Regions from separate parts of the Sus scrofa genome. Here regions 2, 3, 4, 5 and 6 are each linked to region 1. The links are chromatin contacts, called in public Hi-C, promoter capture Hi-C and targeted proximity ligation maps. All regions are on one chromosome and are shown on one strand. The core of a region is the stretch at or near the end of the contact, and the rest is flanking DNA. Distances in the headings are between cores, read along the strand shown.

Evidence for each region. Promoter capture Hi-C pulls out the DNA fragments that hold promoters and counts their contacts. Hi-C and Micro-C count contacts between places; a contact is called where the count stands out from the background.
Region 2: a contact with region 1 is called in a targeted proximity ligation map of skeletal muscle, with 4 times the contacts expected there. A contact is called at or near these places in 4 of 47 Hi-C or Micro-C datasets (embryonic fibroblasts, fibroblasts and skeletal muscle) and 1 of 2 datasets of targeted methods (skeletal muscle).
Region 3: a contact with region 1 is called in a Hi-C map of embryonic fibroblasts, with 2.1 times the contacts expected there. A contact is called at or near these places in 5 of 47 Hi-C or Micro-C datasets (embryonic fibroblasts and liver).
Region 4: a contact with region 1 is called in a promoter capture Hi-C map of liver, with 17 times the contacts expected there. A contact is called at or near these places in 4 of 5 promoter capture datasets (fetal liver, fetal skeletal muscle and liver), 17 of 47 Hi-C or Micro-C datasets (alveolar macrophages, embryonic fibroblasts, fibroblasts and 7 more) and 2 of 2 datasets of targeted methods (alveolar macrophages and skeletal muscle).
Region 5: a promoter capture Hi-C map of liver shows a contact between it and region 1, with 11 times the contacts expected there. A contact is called at or near these places in 1 of 5 promoter capture datasets (liver) and 3 of 47 Hi-C or Micro-C datasets (liver and skeletal muscle).
Region 6: a targeted proximity ligation map of skeletal muscle shows a contact between it and region 1. A contact is called at or near these places in 4 of 47 Hi-C or Micro-C datasets (embryonic fibroblasts, liver, mesenteric adipose tissue and 1 more) and 1 of 2 datasets of targeted methods (skeletal muscle).

The regions. Positions count from the first base shown.
Region 1 is chr4:12,098,143-12,102,562 of Sscrofa11.1, reverse strand. No RefSeq gene overlaps it. Among named protein-coding and RNA genes, the nearest start is that of MYC, 360 kb to the left of the region's middle.
Region 2 is chr4:11,608,116-11,612,535 of Sscrofa11.1, reverse strand. No RefSeq gene overlaps it. Among named protein-coding and RNA genes, the nearest start is that of MYC, 850 kb to the left of the region's middle.
Region 3 is chr4:11,725,393-11,729,812 of Sscrofa11.1, reverse strand. No RefSeq gene overlaps it. Among named protein-coding and RNA genes, the nearest start is that of MYC, 730 kb to the left of the region's middle.
Region 4 is chr4:12,458,393-12,462,812 of Sscrofa11.1, reverse strand. It overlaps MYC (MYC proto-oncogene, bHLH transcription factor), which reads left to right and starts at 2,453. Exons shown (of 4, transcript NM_001005154.1): 1 at 2,453-3,073. The coding sequence starts at 3,044.
Region 5 is chr4:12,416,374-12,420,793 of Sscrofa11.1, reverse strand. No RefSeq gene overlaps it. Among named protein-coding and RNA genes, the nearest start is that of MYC, 42 kb to the left of the region's middle.
Region 6 is chr4:12,358,122-12,362,541 of Sscrofa11.1, reverse strand. The region is part of intron 1 of LOC106509952 (a long non-coding RNA gene); the gene reads left to right. Among named protein-coding and RNA genes, the nearest start is that of MYC, 100 kb to the left of the region's middle.

The DNA.
Region 1 (4,420 bases), core at 1,188-3,687:
CTGAGTTCCACTAAGACACGGACTTACTCCACAAAAATTTATTCGACAACTACTATGGGCTTTGCACTGTACTGCGCGCTAGGAATATAACACTCACAATTTCTCTTTGGCCATTTTCCAAAGGCTCAGTAAACAGTATTAAAGTTTAACTTGGCATTGATCACCATTTTCTTCAACCCATGACAAAACATTTTTTTTTTTTAAGGGACATCTGTTGTGAGGATGGCACTAGTTCTTATGTTCTAGATAATGCAAGGGAGCATCTGACCCGCTCTTGCATTGCCTTCTCAAAGTACACATCTAGATATCAGTGTGACTCACTGTTTTATCTATTAACAATATGTCAATAGGATCAAACTCCATCTTGTGATAGATAACTCATGAAGGCTATAATGATCAGCTCTTTTTTTTCTACAAGAGAGAAATGACTTGGTTACACCACGAGTTTTATAGAACGTGAGGGAGAAACATGGTGGCTGGCACCCAGACCAATGCCTCCGTAAATAAAATATCCATGTCACAGTCAGTCCATAACCAAAACGACAGTGGGGTAGGCCCTGAAGTCAGTGTTGTGACAGTCCCATCTCCTGCCCCCTCACCCCTCCACCCCCTCACCCCTCCCACCCCACCTCCTCCTCCCCAGCTCCAGAAGTTAAAGGGCAAAATTTCAATTTCAGACATCCTGCTTTTGGTCTTGCTCAGCTTGCCTGCCTGATGTCTTACCACCTATCAGTCTTCCAAAAAGAGACACTTCGCGGCATTCTAGAATCGCCTTTGGAACAGCCTTCTCACTTGGTACTCTGAATGTCTTTTTGGTTGACAAAACCCCAAACCCAGATGGGCAATTAGGGATTAAGGACACCATGGTTTGGGGTTTATTTCAGCTAATTGGCCTCCTTTGTGAAAGATCTGTGACAACTGGCCTGAATAATCCTCCCTCTTTAGCAGTAGTAAGTCTTCACCTTCTGTGTAGTGGGGATGTCCAAGGCTGTTTTGACTGGTGTATCCTACTGAGTTGTAAATCTGAAAAGGTATTGTAGACGCCCCATTGGTTGTTGGGAACAATAAACAGGATAAAGCCCCTGCGGTCTTGCCGTCTGCCTCTTCACAGTCAGCATTCAATTTAAGTTAGGTAATTTTATTTTCTAGAACCTGCGTATCCCTGACTCTTACACACAGCAGGATGCACGCAACGCCATTCTTCTCTGTAGCTGATGGCACATGGCTTGTGAGGCCTTCCTTTTTTTTTTTTTTTTTTTTTTGTCTTTTTGCCTTTTCTAGGGCTGCTCCCGTGGCATGTGGAGGTTCCCAGGCTAGGGGTCTAATCGGAGCTACAGCTGCCGGCCTACCCAGAGCCACAACAATGAGGGATCCGAGCCGCGTCTGTGACCTACACCACAGCTCACGGCAACGCCAGACCCGTAACCTATTGAGCAAGGCCGGGGATCGAACCTGCAACCTCATGGTTTCTAGTCAGATTTGTTAACCACTGTGCCACGAAGGGAACTCCAGAGGCCTTCCTTTTTTCTGGATGGGTTTTAGAAGTGGACAGGAGGAGGATGTGGTCTGTACACAGTTACTCAGAAGGCTCTGCCAACTATGAGTTCTTTGCTGGCTGGAGCACTCGGCTCTGAAACATGCTGCAAGATCGAAATGGGCTTTTGGGGCTGAGTTATGCTCTCAGTTACACTCGTGTGACAAAGATTGCTATCTTGACTCTTCAAGCCAAGGAGGGAGGGGTCTATGTGGGCAGGGGGCAGAACGGGGAATTAGATGTCCTTAGACGTGGCTCTTAGAGTTCTTCAGAAATAAGAGGTTATAGCCGGGTTTTGCTGGGGGGTCAAGGTGGGCGGAATGAGCTCATAAGCCAAGTACAAACCCAGACAAGGAGGAAGTGAATTCACATTCTTGCTTTCTACTAAGGCAAGAAAAACAAAACAAAACAAAACCCACCGACCTGTTCCCAAGAGCTCATTTTCCATCTCTGCTGGGCTCATCAGAGTGCAGCGCGAGTCTGCACAGAGGCCTTGGTGGGAGAGGGCTGGTGAAAGCTCACCTTTGGAGCCCCTGCCTTTTTTATATGAAACATGCCCCGGACTCTCCTGAGGGCCCCGCTTATGGTGGATGCAGCCTGCTGGGCCACAGAGGGAAACTGCAGGGGGTGTCCAAGTTCACATGGCCCACATTCCAGGGGAATGTTTTTGACATTGAGCAATAGAAGGGCTCTGCCAGGTTTGGGTCTGTCCGATTGGAATGCAACCGAAAAGGAAAGTCCCGGAGTGATTCAGATTCTCACCTCCCCACAACCTCTTCTTGTTTTTTTTTAATTCCTTTTAATTCTCTGATGACGAACTCAGCCCAGCACGCCTACTGACCCCATAGCCCTTGTTGGTGCTGATAAAAGTGCAACTGCCTGGGAGATAGGAATGTAAATCAGAATATTTTGTTGAGTCATGTGTACTCTGCGGCTCTTTCCCAAACATTGCATCAGACCCGTAATTGGCAGCTCCCAGGACTCTGCTGGGTGACATTGAATGTCCAGGAAAAGCTCAGTCCGTTTCTCGACAAAATGTACTCTCACTCACTCCATCTGCCTGGTGGTAATATCCTGTTCTTAAGAAAGCCGAACCCCTGGACGGAGCAGAGGCACAAACCGGTTTTGTAGATAAGTTTGAAAAATAAGACAATTGGCCTTTCCCACCCACTCGGGTCTCTTAGCAACAAGACAGCTGATGGTATCCACCCGGGGGGAATAAAGGCACAGAACATGTGGGGGAGCCTGTCTGAATTCCTGCCCGCCGTCTGATTTATTGAAATCTTCCTGCATTCTTGGGTGTGGAGACCCAGGAGCCACGTCATAAGAGCTTTCCCCTGACCTTCTCATGACCCCCGCAAATGAGCAGATAGAGGAAAAATCTCAGCATGGAATGGACATTTTTCCTCTGTGAGAATCTGCTTTATCTGAGGGGGCCATTTCCTTTGATCTGGGGAGTCACCATTTGAAAACTTGAATGTGTTTCTAGAGGGAGGCAGGCTGGGATGGGACTCTGGAGAGAGCATCAGACTTGGGATGGGGGGGGATGTCTGATGTCCCCGGTGCTCTCTCCCTGTGGGACCCCAGGCAGGAAACCCCTGTGCTCTCCCCTCCACCCAGCACTGGCGTTCTCAACTGCAAAGTAAGGATGCTGCATTGGATGCCTTTCAGCACTGAATCGGCGATGAGTGTCTCTGTGTGTGTGAGTGTGTGCATTTATATCAACTTTCTATTCTAACATGTGAGAATTACTGAGTGGTAGAGCAAGGCCGTGAGGCCAGATCTGGCAAAGTCGGAAGCCTGTATCCATAACCACTGTGCTCTCCTCGGGCTGTGCCCACAGAGGAGCCACAGCATGGGTATCTTATGTTGTATCTGGGGATTTTTTTTTATCGATATCTATGAGTCCATGGGAGTTGAGTAGACCTGGGATGTTGCAGAGGATTTAGGCTTTAAGTCAGAGGGATCTGGGTTCATATTCTTGGTCTGCCTCTTAATATTCATATGGCCTTGGGATGCTCAACTATGACATGGGAATAACAAATCCTATGTGTTGGAGTTCCCGTCGTGGCTCAATGGTTAATGAATCCAACTAGGAACCATGAGGTTGCGGGTTTGACCCTTGGCCTCAATCAGTGGGTTAAGGATCTGGCATTGCCGTGAGCTGTGGTGTAGGTGGCAGACATGGATCAGATCCTGTGCTGCTGTGGCTGTGGCGTAGGCCGGTGGCAATAGCTCTGATTAGACCCCTAGCCTGAGAACCTCTATATGCCATGGGTGAGGCCCTAAAAAGACAAAAGACAAAAGACAAAAGACAAAAAAAAACCACCACCAACAACAACAACAACAAAAAAAGTCTTGTGTGTGATCTAGTTGCTCCTAGGATTAGGGAAATGATGTCTATAAAACACCTGGCACGTGCCTGCTCCATAGAAAGTGCTCAGTAAAAAGGGGGATTGAGGTTGAAACATTGATTGATTATAGGATCCTTGATGGGGGGACTTGCCCTAATTATCAGGTAACCCCCACAAAATATCATGACACACAGGAGACAAGTGTGAGTGTTTGTCGAACCAAGGAGATGTGACACCCCTCCCCCCAAAGAGTGATGAATTTTATGATTTCATGCTCCTGGAACTTGGTAGGGCCCTGCATTTTAGAGCATTAAATCACAGCAGAGAGAACCAATATGATCTGGCTGTGGCTGGCTGTTTTTACATTTGAAGGTTCTTCAATCATGTTCAAAACATGAACATTTGCTTTTGACACTGTTTTGAACATTTTGGGGGGGCCATATATTGTCAGAGTGTTTCTCCCTCTGTCTTTCTCTGTCTCTTTCCTTTTTATTAAGCACTTACTATGTAGCAGGTACGGGGCCAGTTGTTT
Region 2 (4,420 bases), core at 841-3,340, 490 kb after region 1:
CAGTAAGGTTTACTCTGTTGATTTTGCTGGGAAAGCAGACTTTTTTAAAGTTCACCTGCTTTCTCTAAGAGATGTTGATATTAGCCCTAATGCCCCATGACCCTCTGTCCTTCCTGGATAGTACAGATCCTCAGGTCATCTCTCCAGGATTTGGGTCCTTGGAGAGATATAAACTAGAAGGTTCCTCCTTATCTAAATTTCTGTCTCTTAAGCTAATTTAATTCAGTGATTTACCATATTAGCGCTTCTATTTTTACACCCAAAGAAGAACTTATCCTTTTTAACCTTAGATCTGGGCCTGGCAAACTAGATCTCATAAGCCAAAGGTGCCCTGCTACCAATTTTTTTTTTTGTAAATAAAGTTTTATTGAAACACATCTACACTCATTTGTTTACACACGGTCTATGACCATGGCAGCGTATCTGCGACACAGATTGCATGGCCCACGAGGCTTAAAACATTTACCATGTGACCCTTTACAGTAAAAGTTTGTTCACCAACCCCTGCCTTAGATTATAAGCACTGGGTGGCCCAGAAATGGATCTCATCTCATTTTGAATGGAATTTGGAAGGTGGTGTGGTAAAATAGTTAGGACCCAAAGACTAGAACCAGACTGCTCTGAATTAAAACTACAAAACAATGCTTTACCTGTTCTACCTGCTCTGTAATCCCAGACACATCTGAGAATTGAGTTTTTTTCATCTGGGACTTGATGATGGCGATGATGTGGGGATAATGGTAATGACAGTGGCTGAGACAGATGTGTGCACTAGAGAGGGACAGACATGGAGCAGTTATCCTGGAGCCTGGAGCCAGGGCCTGAAAGGCCTCCCCTCTGCATCAGCTGTCATGATGTTAATATGGAACCATTGCTGAAACCGGTCTTGCATCCACTTCCTCATCCCTTGATAGGAAAGCGCCCTTTTCCTGATACATTTCACCCATTATTCCATCGCTCTCCGCTCCACCCCCATCCATTCTGCATGCAGCGCAGTGAGTTTCATTCCTAAAGCATAACTGCTTGTTTTACTCTGGCTTAAGAACTTTATTAGCTCTCTATTGCCTGGAGAACAGCATATAAGTTCCTCAATGACGAGTTCTCTAAGACATTGAAAACCCAGCCTGCTGCCCCTAACTTGCTGCTTCTGCTCTCCTTGCTCCCATGCACAGCTCCCACTTGAGCTATCCAAAACACTCCTCTCTTGAGTCCTGCCTCTGTCCCGGAATGAGCCCACCTTCTCTGCCCAGAGTGCCCTGCTCACCTCCCCATGTCTGCCTTTTGAAAGCTTACTCATTCTAGATGGTCCCAGTATTGAATCCATATGGAAATAATAAAAGACTGTTGCTTGAAAGTCAATAAAAACAAAGTCTACATACAGGTAGTGTTTAATAAATGCTTTCCACATAAAATTTAAGGAGAGAAAAAAATCCTAAAATTCAGGGACCCAGAATTCCCTGGGAATCTCTTCTTAGGTGAAAACTATTATCATCCTATGCTTTCCACTAAATTTTCATAATTCTATCAAAGGGGGCACTGCTTTTTTTCCTTTCCGGAAATTCTTTTCATGGCTGGAGCCCCCTCCCTCCCGCCCAGCGCTGCACTGGGCTGTGTGGGAGGCGCTGCTGCTCCTGCTGCAGGATGCTGAGGGCGGGTAGCGTGTTTCTCGCAGCAAAGACAAAGACTAAACTGTTTATTGCCTCTCCTCCAAATAAGATGATGCAAGAAAAAGATGAGACAAGATGGGCCTATGAGCTTAGCGGATGGGCATCTGGACAAACGGTGGAGGATAATCATCTTTTGTTCGCAAATTAAAATAGAAGGGATGGGTCAAAAGGTGCAGGGACCCTTCCGTCCTTGTCTCAGTCTGGAACTTCCCTCTTCTGTTACTTATCAGAGAAAGGTCTGCATTTTGGAGCTCGTAAATCTGCTTGGCAGGTAATCGCTAGCCATCCACCAGCTGCTGCCTTGGCAAAAGGCGCATCGCCATCGCCATGGTAACGCGCAGGCAGGCAAACGGCGAGCAGGCCTGGCCCCCGGCCAAGGTAATCCGATGGCACTGGGCTTTGTTAATAGAAAGAGAAGAGCAGGCCAGAACCGCTTGCCTCTGCCTTTGCCAGTAAAGGCTGGACGGGAGCAGAGCGCAGGGCTAATTAACCGGCTTGACCAGCTGTTGGCTGCCGCTTGCCAAATCCGACAAGTAGCCCGGGCTTTCTCTAGCCCTAACCCTTGTCATCTTCCAGGGAGGCTGGGCCCTGGGGGAACAAGGGCCTTTTCTTGGTGATGTCATCTGAGTATTTGTAGAATTTCCTCTTTGTGGGAAAGTTCTCTGGCAAAATATAAAGGGATTTAACTTCCCTCGGAAGACCCCTTGGCCTTTTGAATTTTGAAGAAAGATTTTTCTACATGAGAAAGGAGTGTGGGTTATGGAGGAAGCGGGGTGGTAAGGGGGATGGGTTATCCATATTTAAAGTCATGCCTAAGCTGAAGCAGCTTCAGGGAGGGACATTTAATATTGCAAAAATCCCTCATCAGGTGAAAGAAGGAGAGGATTAGCTTCGCTAAAAAAAAAAAAAAAAAAAAAAAGGATTACTATGGAAAAACTAGTTGTAAAGGATTTTTTTCCTTGACGATGCCCACAGCATGTGGAAGTTCCAACTCGTGCCACAACGGTGACCTGAGCCACTGCAATGACAATACAGGACCCTTAACCCACTGTGCCACAAGGGAACTCCTGACAGAGGGATGTTTAAAATTCATCGATATGTAAATCAACTATAATAGAAAAAATAAAAATCGTACAAAAAAACGAAAGGAAATGATGAGTTAACTTACTTAAGGAAGACATGAAACAAGAAGACACATCTTCTCATCCTTAGTTATCTTTCTTTCGGTCTTTCCAGGTTCCACATTTAGATCTCATATATACTTCTAAGCTCAGGAATGAGGCCCAGGAAACTGAATGTAAATTAACCTGGGCACAGGAAGCCAGAAGTCGAGAAAAACAGGGGCTCCAGAAAGGTTTTGGGGCAGTAAAGTGGCAAAGTCAATTCTTTTTTTTTGGTTTAAGGTCAAGAATGGATTTAGGACCTGAGGATAACGCTGAGTCAGGAACAAGGTCCATTTAGGGACGTGGTTAGCGACAACATCCAAAACCGTGAATGAGTTGTGAATAGATGTTAAAGGTAAGATTCTTACGACGGACCGGGCAGAGGGCAAGAGAGGTGTTGTAGGGAAAAGAGCTGCAGCAGCAGCCAGACTCAGGTTTGGCTCTCCGCTTTGCTACTTATAACACTTAACCATTTCCCAAATGTCAGGCTTTATATATATATCATCTCCCAGAATCCTCCCAGCAATCTTCTGAAATTGTCGTGAATATGCATCTCTATTTAAATAATAATAAACCGAGGCAACGGGATGTTACGCAACTTGCCCACACTCCCTCCGTTGGCTCGCTGTTGTCATACAACAAATTACCCCCAAATATGAAAATGACACATATGTATTATCTCACATTTTCTTGGGTCAGGCCGCAGGACACGGCATATCTGGGTTTTCTGCTTCGCAGTTTCTCGTAAGGCAGCCATCAAGGTATCTTCTATGAATGGGATCTCATCTGAAGGCTTAAGTAGGGAGGGAATTATTTCTAGGATAACTCACACAGCAGAGTTCAGAATTCAGTTCCCTATTATATAACATAGACTGTTGGCTATAGGTCAGCCTCAGTTCTCCCACATGGCAACTTGCTTCATCAAAGCCAGCAATAGAGAGTTTTCTAACAAGACAGAATTCACAGTATTTGCATCCTGATCACCCAAATGATAGCTATACAATCTTTCTATATTCTACTGGTTAGAAGCAAGTTATTCAAGGGGAAGGGATCATTCAAGTCCATGACTACCAGGAGGTGGGATAAATTAAGCATCAATTAGTTTAGAGGCTGCTTGTCCCAACTCCCCAGCTAATAAGCAGCAAAGGGAAGACGAACCCAGGTATTCTTTCTCCAGAGTTCATGCTCTTAAACATCATTCTCTTACAGCTACTCAGCCGTGTGACCTAGGGCTACATACATTTTTGAGTCTCCATTATCCTTTTCAATAGAATATCCGTTGGTAATATTTGCATTTCAAGGTTGATGTTGGGGTTAAATATTATGCATACAAAATGCATACTACATTCACATTTCCTAGTGTGTCAAAGGGCACTCAAACTGAATTAGCTGGTTAATATAGATATTATTATTTATGCAGAGTAATTCAGCATAACTTGGAAGATAAAGGGAGACCAAGTTCCCATTGCATAGCACAAGCCGCTATTTGGACTTGTGCTAAGTCATCCTTACCTTTGGATCTTCTTTCTGCTTAGAAGTCCCAATTAACTTCAACCCTTCTACCCCTCCATTGCAGTGGAGTTGATGTTC
Region 3 (4,420 bases), core at 1,088-3,587, 370 kb after region 1:
ATGTTTTCCATGCTGTTTTTCAAGGAATGCTGGTATATATGAGATTTTGGAAATGTATATATGCTTGGAAAAGAATATTTTCCTTGTCCAAAAAAAAAAAAAAAAAAAAAAAAAAAAAAGAAAGAAAGAAAAAAAGCCTTTATATGACTCCCTGAAAGCCTAGAAACCTGTGAGGGTGTAGGGAGTTGGGTGGCGGTGGTGGCCTGGGGCCTAATGATGTGTATTAGAATATTGAAGACCCTAAGAAGTCTATAAAACACTGGTTGTCCAAGAAATCCTGTTTGGGAAAGGGACCTACAGGTTAAAAACCTTAACTCTTATCCTGGCGTTTAATGCCTATGATGATGCAAAAACTCAGATTTTTCTTACTTTAACACACACTTATATACAAAAGTCATTTTCAGGCATTTCTGTCATGGCTCAGTGGTAATGAACCCAGCTAGTATCCATGAGGTTGAGGGTTTGATCCCTGCCCTTGCTCAGTGGGTTAAGGATCTGGTGTTGTTGTGAGCTATGGTATAGGTCGCAGATGCCTCTCGGATCCTGCGTTGCTACGGCCATGGCGTAGGCCAGCTGCTCCAGCTTCCACTGGAATTCTAACCTAGAAACTTCCATATGCCGAGGGTGTGGCCCCCCAAAAAAAGAAAAAAAAAAGAATCATTTTCAGACACTATATTGATTTCCTCATTCTTAAGTGGATATGTTCCCTGAAATGAAAAACAAATTGTATTTTTTTTTTTTTTGTCTCTTCAGAGTATTCTTATCAATGCTCCTACCTTCGGGATCACTTATAAAGCCATGTTTCCTGCATAATTCGGGTTAATTTTCCCATTTACAGCTAACACATTCCCCATCTCGGGAATTTAACACAACAGAAGTTTATTTCTTCCCAATAATTGAGTGTGGGTTGGAGCCTCTCCTCAAAAGAGTAATTTAGGGATTCAAGCTCCTTCTATCCTATGTCTGCACCAACTCGAGGCTCTTTAACTTCCAACATCATGGACAGAATGAGAGGGCGTAGTGAGATTCTTGTGGGGATTTTCAGGTCAGATATTTGAAGTCTGCTTAGTCTGGATAGGTAAAGAAAGTTCCATTTGGGGCTCTGATTTTGCTCCTGGTGAAGGAGCTCCTGTGTCCTTTGCAGTCCATGGTCTATGGCTCCACTCTTGGAAGATTTTTTTTTTCTCTTTTATGGCCACACTTGAGACATATAGAAGGGCTACGGGTTGAATCAGAGCTGCAGCTGCAGGCCTACACCACAGCCATCGAAACACTTGAATCAGAGCCACATCTGCAACACACACTGCAGCTTGCTGTGGTGCCAGATCTTTAACCCACTGAGCAAGGCCAGGGATGGAACCTGTATCCTCAGAGAGAAAGCACCAGTTTCTCAATCTGCTGAGCCATAATGGGAACTCCATCTCTTGGAGGTCTTTTATTTGTCCAGGAGTCTCTCTGTGGACCTCTGAAGTGACTATTGGAGAACAGACCATTCTTAGTGGATTTGAGACTTGCCTCCTGCCTGTGATTGGTTAGGGTTCCAAAGATTGCCTCAAGTCTTAAAGTCAAAAGAGGTTTTGAATGAGTTTGCAATTTCTTTGGCATTACAATTCTTTCAATGGTTTCACAGCTTCTAATTGCTATGCTTTCCAGTCTTTTCCAGGTCCAGTTACAGTAACATTAATCTTTTCCTAAATGCACTTCTCAGGTCTGCTGTATTTCTTTGTTTTATTTTAACACTCTCACTTCTTTCTCTTAAATAAATATGACTTAAAACTATCAGGATTGAATTGAGTTGATGGAGTCAGGATTGACCATTGCCTCAAGTCACTTCATCCGACAGAAGAGTTTTTTTCAGACGTCGAATTTCGAAGTAATCAGAAATCTCCTATGTTATTTTTGTGGGTCTGGAATCTGTTAACTTTTTCAAATCTGAAAATACCTTGAATTTCTGGACTTTCTCTATTCTCTATCATTTCTGCCTACAAAGTATTTGATTCTCCTCTAAGCTCATGTCTTATAATAATTTACCAAATACCATTGGTAGCCAAGAGGTACTCCTAAGGTTCTAATTTCCAAACTTTTCCTTTAGAGCTGTTGGTTGACTAGGCATATGTACCTCAAATAACCACAGGCAGGAATTAAACCAAATTCTTTGCTACTGCTTAATCAGGAGTGCTACCCCTCCAGGCTTCTGTCTTAGTTTCCTTGATGCCTATCTCTTAGTGCTTAACCAATACCAATTATTTTTCAACTTTTAGTTAAGGCATCACCCCACTTGAAAATACTGGTTTCTGTATAAAGTTACTTAGCCAACAATCCTGAAATATCTGTGACTTTGCTCACAAAAATGTTGAAGTCTTGCTCATGCCAGGGCTGAGGCTTTCCTAGGTTTTCCTTGAACAGAAGGATTCTTTCATGTGACTGCCATCTCCGGGTGCTTGTGTTTTGGCCGTGTGGACAGGAAGAGAGCATGAGTTGAAGACCTTGAGAAAATTTTAAGGCTGAAATTCTGCTTGCATCCCTTTGACCAGAAGTAGTCATAGGGCCAAAGTGGATTGGAGGAAATGTAATCATCCTCTATTCTTGGGACAAGGAAGGGAGATTGGGGAGCATCTAGTCAGTTGCGTTCATGCTCCCAAGTCTATGTATTTCAACCTATATTTTTCCCTGAATTAAAAATAGATACTAAGTAATAGCTAAGATTTATATGACCTTTCAGTTTACTAGGTGCTTCCACATGCATCATATTATTTAATCCTTAAAGCATCCTTGTGAGATAGGCTTTTTTCTTTTTTTCTTTTTAGGGCTGCACCTATGGCACATGGATGTTCTCAGGCTAGGGGTCAAATTGGAGCTGCAGCTGCTAGCTTATACCACAGCCACACATGTTATGAGCTACATCTGTGACCTACTCTGCAGCTTGCGGCAATGCTGGATCCTTCACCCACTGAACAGGGCCAGGGATAGAACCTGCATCCTTATGAATACTAGTCAGGTTCTTAATCTACTGTGCCACAATGGGAACTCTGTAATATGCCTTTTTGTCCCTCCTTTACAGAGGATAATGCTGAAGTTCACATATCTAATTTTTAAACAAGTTTCTACTGTATGCTAAATACTCTGCTAGGCATTAGTGACACAAAGTTGACCTAGAAACAGTCTCTGCTCTACTGTTTACATTCTAATGTAAGAAAGAGATACTAGTTGAATAATAACATTAATAAATGTGTATTTACAAATGAGATCAGTGCTCTGCAAAAAAAAAAATACATGATTGTGCAAGAAAATGTACTTTTTTAAAAATGTAGCTCACAAAGTTTCTTTTTGGAGTGATGAAAACATTAAAAAAATTAGATTATGGTGATGGTTACACAACTCTGTAAATATGCTAAAAACCATTAAATTGTACATTTCAAATGGGTGAATTTTATAGTATGTAAATTATATCTCAGTAAAACTGTCAAAAAAAGAAAAATACAGACTGGAAAAATATAAGACCATCTACCCATGCCAAATGAGTCATATAGACTGTAAATACTTCAGACAATCAAAAGACTGAAAAAGTACTAGACTTTACAATTCGGTCTTCAGGCACTTTCTCTAGACCTTTTTTCCTTTGATAAATCAAGAAATGTAAAGAGATGATATTTAAAAGGAAAATCCATGCCAACTCACTAACTTTTTATCTTTAAATTTTGTCCTATTCTTGGGGAAAATTATGTTAATGATACAATAGAAGCCACATTTTTCCCTTGATGACTTCTTCTGAAACAGAAGTATAGTATAAAGCCTATCATGTTTTTCAGTGATCAAATAGACAGTGAAAGTAAAAACAAAACAAAGCATAAAAAACATGGTCTCAACAGAGGAGAACAAAGAAGGCTTCCTAGGAGAACTCTAACCCCGATATCTGAAAGGAAATTGAAATTAATAAGGGAAGGAGGAAAGAAGAAGAACGTTCTGAATATAGGCAATCTATGTAGGCAAAGTAGTAGTTAAGATACCAAGAGGTGGCTTCTTGGGCAAGAGAATAGAGCATAAACAGAAATTAGGCTGAAGGGGCCAGGAAGGCCTAGACGGTGTCAATCCTATAGGCTAAGCTCGTATCTTTCATTCCCCGATGTCCTAAAGTGATGGGAAATTTTTGAAGACTTCTAAAGAGGAGAGACAAGGGTAATTTGGGGAAGAATGTGTGTGTGTGTGTGTGTGTGTGTGTGTAGAGTTCATCTCTATACATTAAACCACTTGCCTAATTTCAGCTGCAAACAGTTGAGTTAGAATCTTGAACTCAAGTCATCTGAACTTGGAGGACACTGGATGGAATACTGTGCAACTGGGAGGAACCAAATCAGCTAAGCTGGCACTCATGGAAGGCCTTGGTCAGGCCCGAGCTGCCGGGAAGCTAAGTATTGAGAGG
Region 4 (4,420 bases), core at 1,204-3,703, 360 kb before region 1:
TGCCTCCCCTAAATCAACTGTCCTAAAACTTGGTGGTTAGAAGATGATGGGTTTCTAAGATGTGTGGGTTACAGTGTTTTTTTTTTTTTGCTGCTTTAGAATTTTGCTGGACATTTTTTTTGGTATGCATACTTGTTAATTAGTTCACGTTTCCCATAAATAGCATCAGTTCTCTAGAGGTTGACAGTCGTCCATAAGTAATGGTGGGTTAATTTTCACCATCGCTTATGCGGCTGAATAGGTGCCTCTGAACCACTTTTCTCTCCAGTAATTCCGCTCATTTCCACCTCTCTGCAGTGGGCCTAAAGGAATCATAAAAAGGAGGCTGGAAACTCGCTTTAAGGAACCGTCCTGTCCACCACCCCACTAGAAACCCAGTGCTCCGGACGCCCCTGCCCCCACCGGACCCGCCCGCCTCCAGTTGGCATCCGGACGCAGCGATCCAGGTTGCCAGTAGAGGGCACACTTACTTTACTTTCTCAAACCCCGGGCGCGGGTGCAGCCCTGGGAGGGGGCAGGGGAAAGACGCTTTGCAGCAAAACCTTGACTAGGGATTGGTCGCTCCCGGTGCTTGCGGCAAAGGCCTGGAGGCTGGAGTAATTTGCAATCCTTAAAACTGAATTGTGCCCTGTGCCTGATTTGGAGGAAGTTACCACTCGTTTAACAATTGAACGCCGAACAGCTAACTCAACGGGTAATAATTTATCTCGAGCACCAGCATACTATACACGAGTCCCTCCCGGTCCCGAATTTTTTTGTTTTGGAGTGAGGGGGGAAGGGCGTGGAAAAGTTTACTTACAATGCCCTTGGTCTTTGTTTTTAAGGCTCCAGTAGAATGCAGAATAGCAAATCCCCAGGGAGTATGCATTATATATTAAATATAGATTCATTGAGGGAGCGAACAAATCATGTGCCATGTTGGGCAACGTTCTGGGTTGACGTGTACTGAAATGTATATAGATGTACATGGATTAAACGTGTGCATTTTCGCTGTGGTATTCCGAAAAAAAATTTAAGACTTTGTGAACAAAGACATTAATGCCTTAAGTTCCGTCAGTTTTTAATTGGCTCGACAGTACTCCCCCCCCCCAAAAAAAAAGGCACCTAATACTTGGCTCCTCTCCTTAGATCAGAATCCATGCATTTTTCTGTGCATGATCGCGAGTCCAATAATAAAAAGCAAAGAAGACCCAGAAAGGAAAGTCAACGTCCAGTTTGTCCGAGGAGGAAAGAGTTAACGGTTTTCGTCGCCAGGGACTATGCTGACTCCCCAGGCAGGATCCGCCAGCTCGTCTCCTTCCCTCTTCTGGGGAGTCTGGTCCTGCGACTCGCGTCCCCCTCCCCAGTATTCTCGCGTCTAGCGCCTTCGATTTCCCCCAACCTGGGAGCCCCAGCGTAGTGCAAACCGACGCCACGGGGCGCAAAAAGGATTCGTCTCTACTGAAACCTGGGTGCAGAACTGGGACCTCCGAGCGAGAGGTGCGGGGGTGTGGGATGAGGGTGCAGAAGGGCAGAGAGTGGGTGGGGAGCAGAGAGTGGGTAGGGAGCGGAGAGTCCCCCGCAGCGCGCACCCGCAAGCGCGCTCCTCCTTTACTCCAGCTCCGGAACCGGCAGAAAGATCTCAGGGCTTAGCGCGTCCAGGGGGGCAAGCGGGCTCCCGCGGAGGTCTGTGTCGGTCTGCGCCAGCGGAGCCCGGAGGTGAGGGGTCGACCGAGGCTTTGGCAGCGATTTAGGGGTTTCATTCTAGATGGAAGGTGCTCAGTCGAGGTAGCTGTACACACAGAATGCCTAACACCCCCAACAAATGCAGTGGGTGTTTATTCAGAACTCGCTCTCCAAGTATACGTGGCAATGCGTTGCTGAGTTTTTTAAAATAATTCCAGGTACCATTTTCCTCCCTACACCTCTGATCATTTTTCCCCATCTACACTTACCCCACACCACACACACACAACGCGCACCCGCAAATACCCCCTTCTTTCCTCCTCTCTTCGTAGGGCTTATTTTCCAAACGCTGCCCTTTCCCCAGTCTTAGGGAGGCGCCCCCTCGGCCCGGGACGTGCGTGGCTTGGCGGTGGGTACACCGTGTATTCTCAGTGTGGAGGGTCAGCTGTTCCGCCCGCGATGATTTAAGCACAAGGGACCAGTATGCGGTTTGTCACCCAGAGCGCTGCGCCAGAGGAGCAAGCAGCAGAGAAAGAGGGTTTGAGCGGGAGCAAAAGAAAATGGTAGGCGCGCGCAGTTAATTCATGCGGCACTCTTACTCTGTTTACATCCGAAAGCTCTGCGCACTGGAGTGCCAGGCTCAAAGGGCTGAGTCTCCTCCCTCCCAACCACCCAACCCCTCCCTCCCTCCCCGGGCTGAAGCGCCCCTCCCGGGTTCCCAAAGCCGAGGGCGGGGGGAAAAAGAAAAAAAAGATCCGCTCTCGCGAATCCCCGCCCACCGGCCCTTTATAGGCGAGGGTCTGCGCGGCTGAGGACCCTCCGGCTGCGCATCTCTCGGCTGCCGCCGCCTTTGCCGCACCCCGGCCACCGCTAGGCTCCCCACTGCCTCTGGAAGGGCAGGGCTATACAGAGGCTTGGCGGGAAAAAGAGCACGGAGGGGAGGGGTGTTCCTAGCAGTATAAAAGCCGGTTTTCTGGGCTTTCTCTGACTCGCTGTAGTAATTCCAGCGAGAGGCAGAGGGAGCGAGCGGGCGGGCCCTCCAGGGTGGAAGAGCAGAGCCGGCCGAGCAAGCTGAGTCGCGCTCTGGGCGCCCGGGGGAAGGGAGATCCGGAGTGAAAGAGGGTCTTCGCCTCCGTCCCGGCCGCCCCCACCCCACCCTGCCCGCCGACCCCTGCCAGCGGTCCGCCACCCGCGCCGCATCCACGAAACTTTGCCCACTGCAGCGGGCGGGTACTTTCCACTGGAACTTACAACACCCGAGCGACAACGCGACTCTCCGGACGCGGAGAGGCTATTCTGCCTATTTGGGGAGACACTTTTCCCTGTCGCTGCCCACGACTCGCTCCTCTGAAAGGCGCTCCTCGCCGCTTTTTGGACGCTGGATTTCCTTCGGATAGTGGAAAACCCGGTGAGCACCCAGACCTATTTGTCTTTTAATTTCTTCTTGCTACCGCTTTCAATCCGCGATGAGTCGAATGCCCGAATTGGGGTGTCTTTTCTCCCATTCCTGCTCTATTGACACTTTTCTCAGAGTAGTTGTGGTTGGTCGGGGTAGGGTGGGGACGAACCAGAGCTGGGTCGGGGTGCAATGACTTGTCAAGAAGGAAGAGAGGAAGGCAGAGGGAGAACGGGGTGCTTTTTTTTGAAAGTAGCCTTTAGAGGGGTTGGTTGTTTTTGTGTATTTTTGTTTTAATGTAGATGAACGCTGACCTCGGCCGGCTGGGCATTCTTGCTTTATTGCATTTGATTGCTTTTTTGCCTTTTGGAGGGAGAAGGGGGGTATGCTTCGCAGTGGGCAGAAAACCCTTTACGTCCTGAGCTCCTAGGAGTAAGAATTACATATTGCGTGTGGAGCGAGAGCTCCGCAGCCTCTGACTTTTTGCCGTCTCCGAAAGGGCATTTAAATTTCGGCTTACCGCATTTGTGACAGCGGAGACTGCGGCGAGTCCCGCCCGCCGATCCCCGCGGCGCTTCAATTCGCCCCCCGGCTCCTCTTAGAAGTTGGCGTTTGGCTTTTTAAAAGAATAATGAAATTAAAGCTCTTGGTCCTCGGAGATGTTAAGACTTGGTGTTGGGGAAGCGCGGGGACGGGGGAGAGGGAGGCTGGCGCAAAGATGTGTCCGATTCTCCTGGAATTATTGACTCGGGGGAAAACGAGGACAAATCTCCGCACCCCGCCTTGGCTCCTCGGCCGCCTCTGGTGTCCCCGCTCGGGTGTCCCTGCGATGCGGAGGGACTGCGGGCAGCGGGGTTCGGGGCTTTTCCAGAACAGCTGCTACCCTCGGCGGCGGGAGAGGGGAAGACGCCCGGCTTCGGGCGCGGAATTGCAGCAGGGTCTCTGGCGCAGTTGCGTCGCCGTACTGGGTGTTGCAGGGAGGTGTCTGTTATTTAACAGACCCCCCACACACCCTTTCATTGGTCGGAGGTGGGGGTTAAGGCCCGAAGACTGAGCTCTCTACCCCAGCCGGAGAGAGAAAAGAAGAAAAGCCGGCAAAGGAAGGAAGGGGGGCGCGCGGGGGGTGGGGATGGAGGAGGCGGAGAGGGGAGGTTGGGAGGGGCGGTGGCGCCGGCGGGGGAAGGAGCGCGGCGAGGGCGCGAGTGGGAACGGGCGCGGCGCGGAGGGGCCCTGGCGCGGGAGGGGGGCCGCGCGCAGCCGCTCCCGCCGCGGCGCCTCTTCGCCTTCCCCTTCAGGTGGCGCAAAACTTTGCGCCTTGGCGTTTGGCAGATTGTATTTCCCCACCGCCGCCTTCCCTGG
Region 5 (4,420 bases), core at 799-3,298, 320 kb before region 1:
TTTTTTTTTTTTTTTTGGCCTTTTCTAGGGCCACTCCAGTGGCATGTGGAGGTTCCCAGGCTAGGGGTCTAGGTGGAGCTGTAGCCACCGGCCTACACCAGGGCCACAGCAATGCAGGGTATCTGCGACCTACACCACAGCTCACGGTAACACCGGACCCTTAACCCACGGAGCAAGGCCAGGGACTGAACCGGCAACCTCATGGTTCCTAGTCGGATTCATTAACCACTGTGCTACCACAGGAACCCCTGGAAGTGATGATCTCACTGGGTCCTTTCATTACACAGATAAACAGAATGGGAGTTTCTTTGTGGCCTAGCAGTTAAGAATCCAACCACTGCAATGGCTCAGGTCACTGCCATGGTGTGGGTTCAATCCCTGGCCTGGGAACTTCTGCCTGCCTCAGGCACAGCCAAAAAAATAAAAAATAAAAAGGTCTTCCTATTGTGGCTCAGTGGATTAAGAACCTGACTAGTATCCATGAGGATTCAGGTTCAATCCCTGGCCTCACTCAGTGGGTTAAGGATCCAGCGTTGCTGTGAGCTGTGGTGGAGGTCACAGATGAGGCTCAGACACCGCATCATTGCTGTGGCAGAGGTATAAGCTGACAGCTGCAGCTCCGATTCAACTCCTAGCTTGGGAACTTCCATATGCTGAAGATTCAGCCCTTAAAAAGTGAAACAAAAACAAAAATAAAACAAACAAACAAAAAAACCCAACAAAGAAACCACAACAAAACCTCAGAAGCACAGAAGCACAGAGAGAGGAAGTCATTTATTAAAGTTACACAGCTCTGCACTAGCAAGGCTGCAACTAAAGACCCTGTTTTGTTTGTTTGTTTTTTCTGGCCACACCTGCGGCATGTGTAAATTCCTGGGCCGGAGGTCAAATTTGGACCTGGACCACTGCAGTGACAATGCCAGGTCCTTAACCCACTGAGTGAGGCCAGGGATTGAACCCATGTCCTTGTGGGTCCTAGTCAGGTTCACAACCTGCAGAGCCACAATGGGAACACCTATGCTGCATTTTTTTAAAAATGAAAATACGTATGCAAAGTATTTACATATTGGTACACACCACAGCAGACTGAGATTAGATGCTTCATACATGGCAGCTAATTTTCTTCCTCACAGTCCTTGTCTGCCGGTGTCATCTTCAGTATCTCAAACCCCAGGTCTCTTTTAAAGACTTCACATGTGTGGAAGGCACCTGACTTGGTCTGTGGGTAGAGGCTCCAAAACAGATATTTCTCTGTGTTTGGACCTTACCGATTTGGGTTAGGGAATGGACTCTACAGCTTAAGGAAGACTCAGGAGCATTAAATTCTGGCCCAGGATGATACATTGCCCAGTGCAGGATGAAATTCAGCAACCCATCTCCCTAAGTTGTCCCGACCTTGCAGGTAAGATCGAGGACATGGCTTTTCAGCACAGACTTGGGAACATCAGCAGTCAGACTGTTGTGAAGGATTTCTGGGTCAATATGCATATTCATATTTCAAGTCACTAGTGAGGTTCCTATTCTCTTCTGCAAGGAAAAGTTCCAGAAGTCTATAATCTAACGAAGCTCAATTTAAGATAGATTAATCAGTTAAGAAGTTAAAAAGGAAACTATTAAGACAGCTAGAAGGGGGAGTTCCCATTGTGGTGCAGTGGGTTAGGAATCCGACTGAAGCGGCTCTGGGTGCTGTGGAGGTTTGAGCTTGATCCCTGGCCCAGTGCCATGGGTTAAAGGATCCAGCATTGCTACAGCTTCGACATAGGCTGCAGCTGGGGCTCAGATTCAATCCGTGGTCCAGAAACTTCCAGAGGCGGCAGGTGCGGCCATAAACATTTTTTTTTAATAAAAAAATAAATAAATAAAACTACTAGAAGGGGCAAAAAACAGGTCTTTTATTTAAGATTCTCTCCAAATAACAGAAACCTCAACTCAAACTGGCTAGGACAGACACTGCTCATTGGTGAAGACGACCCAGTTCCTAATCCCTTCCTGCATGGCTGCCTTTGCTACAGAGGTTGGAAAAACGAGCAGCTTGCTGTTGTAGCTTCACTTGCACTAGCAGAGGCCATGTGACAGTCCCAGCCAGGGCGACTGGATGTCTACCAAGGGCCGATGGGATGACTTTGCTTTTTTTTTTTTTTTTTTTTTTTTGGTGGTGCCTGTGCACGTGGAATTTCCCTGACTACAGTGGTGACCCTAGCCACCCGGATTACAACGCTGGGTCCTTGACCCGCTGTGCCTTAGGAGAACTCCCTGTTTTTTCCTAATCTAAAAAGAGAAATTATGCTGTCTTTGCGCTCTCCCTTAGGAGTGCGTCTCCCTGCAGTCCAATAGCTTTTCTTTCACCTGCTGCAGTCTAGAATTAAGTCAGCCAGTCAACTCCTGAATTGATCACTAGCAAGGGAAATAGAACGACCTCCTGGATTTACACTGATTGTTGGCGGACTAGACATTCACTTAGGCATCAACCAAAACATGCTTGACAGGAGATAAATGTGATCACAGGATAAGTAGGGACTTTCTGAACATAAAAAAAAAAGGAACTCATTACACACTCATAGACTGGTAGATAGGAGCGTATTGAAATTAAAGAGTCTTCATAAAGCAACCCATTACAAACCAAAAGCAAAAGCAACTAAGAGATCAGGGAGAAAGATTTGCAATTTATAAGGCAAATGAAGTGTTAATGCCTCATAAATCACTTCTGAGAATTTACCCGAAGGAAATCGTTAAGGACATACGCAAAGATTTAGTCACAAGGATGTTTGCAGCAGTACTGTGTGTAGTAATGAAAATTTGCAAGTGAGATGAATTTCTAGCAATAAGATACTGGTTAAGTAAAATATGATAGAAACTTGGAATGGAATGCTACAGGACAATTAAAAAGTAATGTTGTAGAAATACATATACGGTTGTGGAAAGACCATTGAGATGTATTTTTAAGTGACAAACATAGAATACAAATAATGTGTATCCTGTGATTCTATTTTCCTGAGGAGAGAATGTCAGGGCAACTGTGTACATAAGTATCTGGAGGATAAATATCCCAGATTTAACAATAGCTATTTCTGGTGGGTGATTTATTGATTGTTTTAAAATAGTGAGCTTGGAGTTCCCGTCGTGGTGCAGTGGTTGGCGAATCCAACTAGGAACCAAGAGGTTGCGGGTTCCATCCCTGCCCTTGCTCAGTGGGTTAACGGTCCGGCGTTGCTGTGAGCTGTGGTGTGGGTCGCAGATGCAGCTCGGATCCTGCGTTGCTGTGGCTCTGGCGTAGGCCGGTGGCTACAGCTCCGATTAGACCCCTAGCCTGGGAACCTCCATGTGTCGCAGGAGCGGCCCAGGAAAAGGCAAAAAAAGACAAAAAAAAAAAAAGTGAGCTAATTTTCTTTCTTTTTTTCTTTCTTTCATTCTTTCTGTCTGTCTGTCTCTTTAGGGCCGCAACCTCGGCATAGGGAAGTTCCCAGGCTGGGGGTCAAATTGGAGCTGTAGTCGCTGGCCTATGCCACAGCCACGGCAACACCAGATCCAAGCCACATCTGTGACCTACACTGTAGCTCATGGCAATGCCGGATCCTTAACCCACTGAACAAGGCCAAGTATTGAACCCATGTCCTCATGGATACCAGTTGGGTTCATTACCTGGAGCCATAAGGGGAACTCCAATCATAAATATTTAAACTACAGGGAAATGTTGAAGGCATGGAGTTGACTTAAAGAAAAGCAGGTTACCACATTGCCTTTATTAAAAGGAATATTACTCAGCCACAAAAAGGAATGGAAACAGTGTCATTTGCAGTAACATGGTGGGCCTAGAGATTATCATACTAAGTGAAGCAAGCCAGATAGAGAAGATAAATATGATTTTTCTTATATGTGGCATCTAAAATAAATGACATAAATGAACTTATTTTCAGAACAGAAATAGACTCAGAGACACAGAAATAGTCCATTGACTGATGCTTATGTTGTTTCTATATCTTGGTTATTGTGACTAATGCTGCAATGAACATGAATGTGCAAATACTCTGTTTTCCTTTGGCTGTACACTCAGAAGGGGGATTGCTGGATCCTGTGCTAGTTTTATTTATTTATTCATTATTTGGCTACTCCTCCCCACCCCACCCAGCACGTGGAAGTTACCAGACCAGGGACTGAACATAGCAGTGAGAGATACTCGAGCCATAGCAGTGACAATACCCGATCCCTAACTTCTGGCGCACCAGGGAATTCCATGGTAGTTCTGTTTTTAAATTTTTTTCTTAAGAACCGCCATACTATTTTCTATAAGATAAATGTTTTCCATGTAAAATGAATCAATTTACAGTTCCACCAACAGTACATAAAGATTCCCTTTCTCCACATTCTTTCTAGCATTTGTTATCTGTCTTTTTGATGATAAGCCATTCCAACAGGTGTGAAG
Region 6 (4,420 bases), core at 1,257-3,756, 260 kb before region 1:
TTTCACCGCTCCGTCTCTTTCCTCTTATGCTTCTGTTTTTCTGCCTACACGTCTATGCCTCCCGCCGCCCTTCCGTGTTTCCATCCACCCGACCACCCTTCCGTGCAGCCATCCTCTGCCCAGCCGCCCCATCATCTCAGTCATTGCCTACCTACGAGGCCCTGGGCACCGTGCCTGGCTCTGGAGATACCCCGATGGATCAAAGCCAACAGGGTCCCTGTTCTGAAGGTGGTCATGTTCTGGTGGCAGGCCATGCATGTACCTAAGTCATCACAGTGCAGTGTGCCGGCTGCTGTAATAGGAGTCCTGGCAGGCGCACTGCCGCGTGGAGGGGAGTGAGGGCTCAGCTGGGGGGGTGCCAGTTCTGCTGGAGAACTGCTTGACTTGAGTCTCAGAGGATGACTTAGTTCTTGAGGCCCGCGTGGGTCAGGGAGACGAGGCAGAGGTGAGAGGGGGTCCCCCGACCTTGGTCTGTATTAATAGAACTGCAGGGTGTCTGTGGGCTCAGGCCGGAGGCCCACCTGCAGAAATGCGTGAAATCTCTGTCACTTCATCACCTTGGTGTCCAGCGCACAGTGTGTTCCATAGCCATCGGTTCATTTCCTCGGCTCTCCTTTCCAGAAGTTGGTTCCTTTTGCATGCATGCCCCCGTCCACAGCTCTAGTCCTTGGCTTGGTGAGGAAGCAGCTGCTGTGAGAAGCCTGGGCCCCAGTAGGGTGAAGGCGGCCTGACCTGTTAGAATCGCCCTCTTCCTGCTTCCCCATCACTCAGGCCCAGTCACAGAATCCAGGGAAAATCAACAGCCAAACAAGCTACTTCCCCCTGAGCACACGTATTTGTAGAAACACTGGACAAGACAGATGACCTCTAGTCCTGACGCTCTGCGACAGCTGCCGTCTGGCTTCCTGCTTACCGTGGACTCGTATCTCCACTTCGTTCACTTGGCATTACATCCTGACCGTTTCCTGGTGCCACTCAAACTTCTAGAAAATTGGAGTTCCCGTCGTGGCTTAGTGGTAATAAACCTGACTAGGATCCATGAGGACATGGGTTCGATCCCTGGCCTTACTGTTATGTAGGTCGCAGACTCAGCTTGGATCTGGTGTTGCTGTGGCTGTGGTGTAGGCTGGAAGCTGTGGCTCCGATTCAGCCCCTAGCCTGGGAACCTCCATGTGCCGCAGATGCAGCTCTAAAGACAAAAAAAAAAAAAAAAAAAAAAAAAAAAAAAGCTTTAGAAACTTATTTTGAGCAGCTTTCTCATATGTCATCATGCACCTGTGCAAGGAAGGTCACTCATTTTTTCCTCCGGGAAAAGTGAGGCTTAGCAGAGGCCTTTCTGCAGCGGTTGATGTGAAGCAGAGGTGAAGAAAGTTGGTGCAGGTGGCCCACCTGGGACAGCTCAGACCTTGTCACACGTTGTTTTCCCTGCAGAGCCCTCCAGGAAGGTTACAGAGTCCTGACAAGGTCTGTCTTAACTTCCCAGGTAGCTCACCAGCCTCCGCTCCCCAGCCAGTGCTCGGGGTCGCTGGAGCCGCCTCCTGAACTGTGAGCCTCTTTATTCCGGAGACAAAACAGAGCGGTCCTGGAGCTCTGCCATCAGCAGAGCCTCGGGAACAAAGCCACGGCTCTCCTTGCCTTACTTTGAGTCCTTCTGTAATCGACCACTGGGCATGTGTATGGCCTGTTTGTGGTTTGTCAACTGATCATTTCCTTTGGTGCATTTAGCAGTTTTCTTCTCAGGAGTTGGTAAAATCTGTCTGGATTGATTTGTGGATTTTGCAGGTGGTGGGACCTGTGAGTCCCGCTGGACCCCTTTGTTAGGCGTGCCCACCCGGAAGTGACACCTCCATTTCTATGGGTACATTGGGTTGAAAATCTGCATCTGACTGGGGCAGCAAAATCATGCTTTGCAAGTGAATGCAGCGGGGTCTGTCTCCCTAATCTGGGCTGTTGCCAGTTTTAAATATTCCTACTCTAGTGGTATTTGGCAGCGAGCGTCTCCCTTCTTGCTTCCTTCCTTTCCTCATAAGCAAAATAAAAAATCCTGCTAACTTTCCGGTGTCATTGTAAAGGTCTGCTCCTCAGAGACCTCCACTGGGACCCCCTGATTAACTGCTGGTCTGGCGTGGGCGGGTTATTCAGTGGTGGTTTGTAACGTGGTGGATGTTTGCAGGATCATTTGTTTCATGTCTGCTTCCGCTGTAGACGCGAGTCTCTTACTGTGTCCTGTGTGTTCCTTCTGTCTCTCTTGCCGGGCTTGGGAGTGGATGCCCCGAGCAGTAACATCACGTGCGTGGACCCTGAGCCTGGCCAGGTGTGTGGGACCATCTTTGAGTTGAATCCCCCAGGACCCTTTGCATTTGTGGCCAGGACTTGGCTGGGTTGTCTGGGTGAGCAGAGCAAAGGTTGACTGGCATGGCAGGGCCTTGTCTCTCTGCCCCACTGGCCTCAGTCACTCCGGGTTATTTTGGCTCCGTGAGGACAGAGCAGGATCTAGGGGAAAGGTTGGGACCAGCTTCAGGCTGAGTGCCCAGGGACAGCCAGCGGCACCCTCTGCTCGGCTGCACCCAGACCCTGCACCCAGCATGGTCTCGTGGCTTCTTGTGGCCTGCCACTGAAGGAGACTGAAGCTTCCTTTGTCACAAGCTGAGGCATGAAACCAATCAAGAACTCCGGTTCTACCAATCCAGGGCCCGGCCTGCTGGCAGGAGGTGCTGCAGGTGGCGGGAGAGAGGAGATCTCCTTGGTGCTGGCCGGCTGGGAATGCTTGCTTCCTGGGTGGGCAAGGATGGGGGAGGCCTCGCGGTGGAGGGGAGAGAGCCTGCCAGCCTGAATGGGGCGCTGCCAACTCCCTGCTGTGTGAGTGGGCTGGAACCCATCTCTGGAGACCTGGCCTCCTCTTGAGAAAGGGAACTCATTGGGCCTCCTCTCAGGGCTGTGGGCAGATGTAGCCGCTGGATGCCAGTTCCTGGCACTCAGCAAGTGCCCAGGGGATCTTGCCTTTACTTGTGTTCTACCCGCCAACCTCTGCATGTGGAATTGGGCAGAAAATTTTTGACCTTGGGAAATCCTCAGCCCAGTCAGTGAGAATTCACGTTGGAGGTCCTCGGGCCACCAGGGCACCAGACGAAGGTGGCCAGGATGCCCCCGTGCCGGAAGGGGCCCGGCCTGGAGGCTCGACTCCCCGCATCCTGGACCGGTCTGAGTCCTCGGGGGCCGTGTGGGGCGGTAGAGAGCAGGCTGGCTGGAATCCAGGCCTGCTCCTTCAGCCCAGTGTGCCTTTGCCACTGTTCCCTCATCCCTGCAGTGGGCATGAGGTGGGGGGTGGAGGGGTCACTGCGCCACAAGTTGGAAGAAGACCCTTGGGATGGGGAGGTGGTTGGAACCAGCCAAGAGCGGTGGGGGTCAGGGTCGGGGAGGTGACAGGTGACCATCTGGGGGCTCTGAGGGCACAGAGCAGCCTGGGGCCTGGCATAGACGTGAGTGTAGATGGCAGGATAATCCAATAATTGCCCTCTGCCTCCCGAAGAGGTTCACATCCTGGTCCCTGGAACCCGTGAGTATTACATGTTATGTGGCCAAAGGGATATAAGATTGCAGGTGGAATGAAGGCTGACCTTGATACAGGGAGATTATCCTGGATTTTCCTGTGGGTCCAGCATCCTTGCAAGGGCCCTTAAAAGTGGAGGGAAGAGGCCGAAGAGGAGGTGATGTAATGTCAGAAGTAACATTGCCGCTTTGAAGATGGGGGAAGAGGAGAGTTCCTGTTGTGGCTCAGCGGGTAAGGAACCCGACTAGGAACCATGAGGATGCGGGTTCAATCCCTGGCCTCACTCAGTGGGTTAAGGATCTGGGGCGTTGCCGTGAGCTGTGGTGTAGGTCACAGATGGGGCTCAGATCCTGCATTGCTGTGGCTGTGGTGTAGACTGGCAGCTGCAGCTCTAATTCGACCCCTAGCCAGGTAATTTCCATATGCCATGGGTGCAGCTCTAAAAAGAAGAAAGGCAAGGAATACAAGAAACCTGTAGAAGCTGGGAAGGAGGCAAGGAATCAAGAACCTCCCTTGAGCCTCCAGGAATGGATGTGGCCCTGTTGCAGAGTGTCAGAGGGGAATGTCCTTTTGGGTGCAGCGCTGGCGGACAGCCCTGCACTTGGGTGTGATCAACAGTGACTGGGTCTACCAGGGCCTGCCTGGTGGCCTGGAAGGGATGGCTTGGGTAACCAGGTGTTCCGAGGTGCGTGTGGTAAAGATCTTATGTGAATACCAAATGCCCATCACCTCTCCCTCTGACAGCCACGCCTTTGGTTCTGGAGGTCTGGGCAGGATGGCGTCACGGTGTGTTCAGCGCTGGGAGGGACCCCTCCCACTCCTGCCTTGCTGCTTTAAGTTTTCATTGCGGTTCTGTTGGAGTTCTGGGTT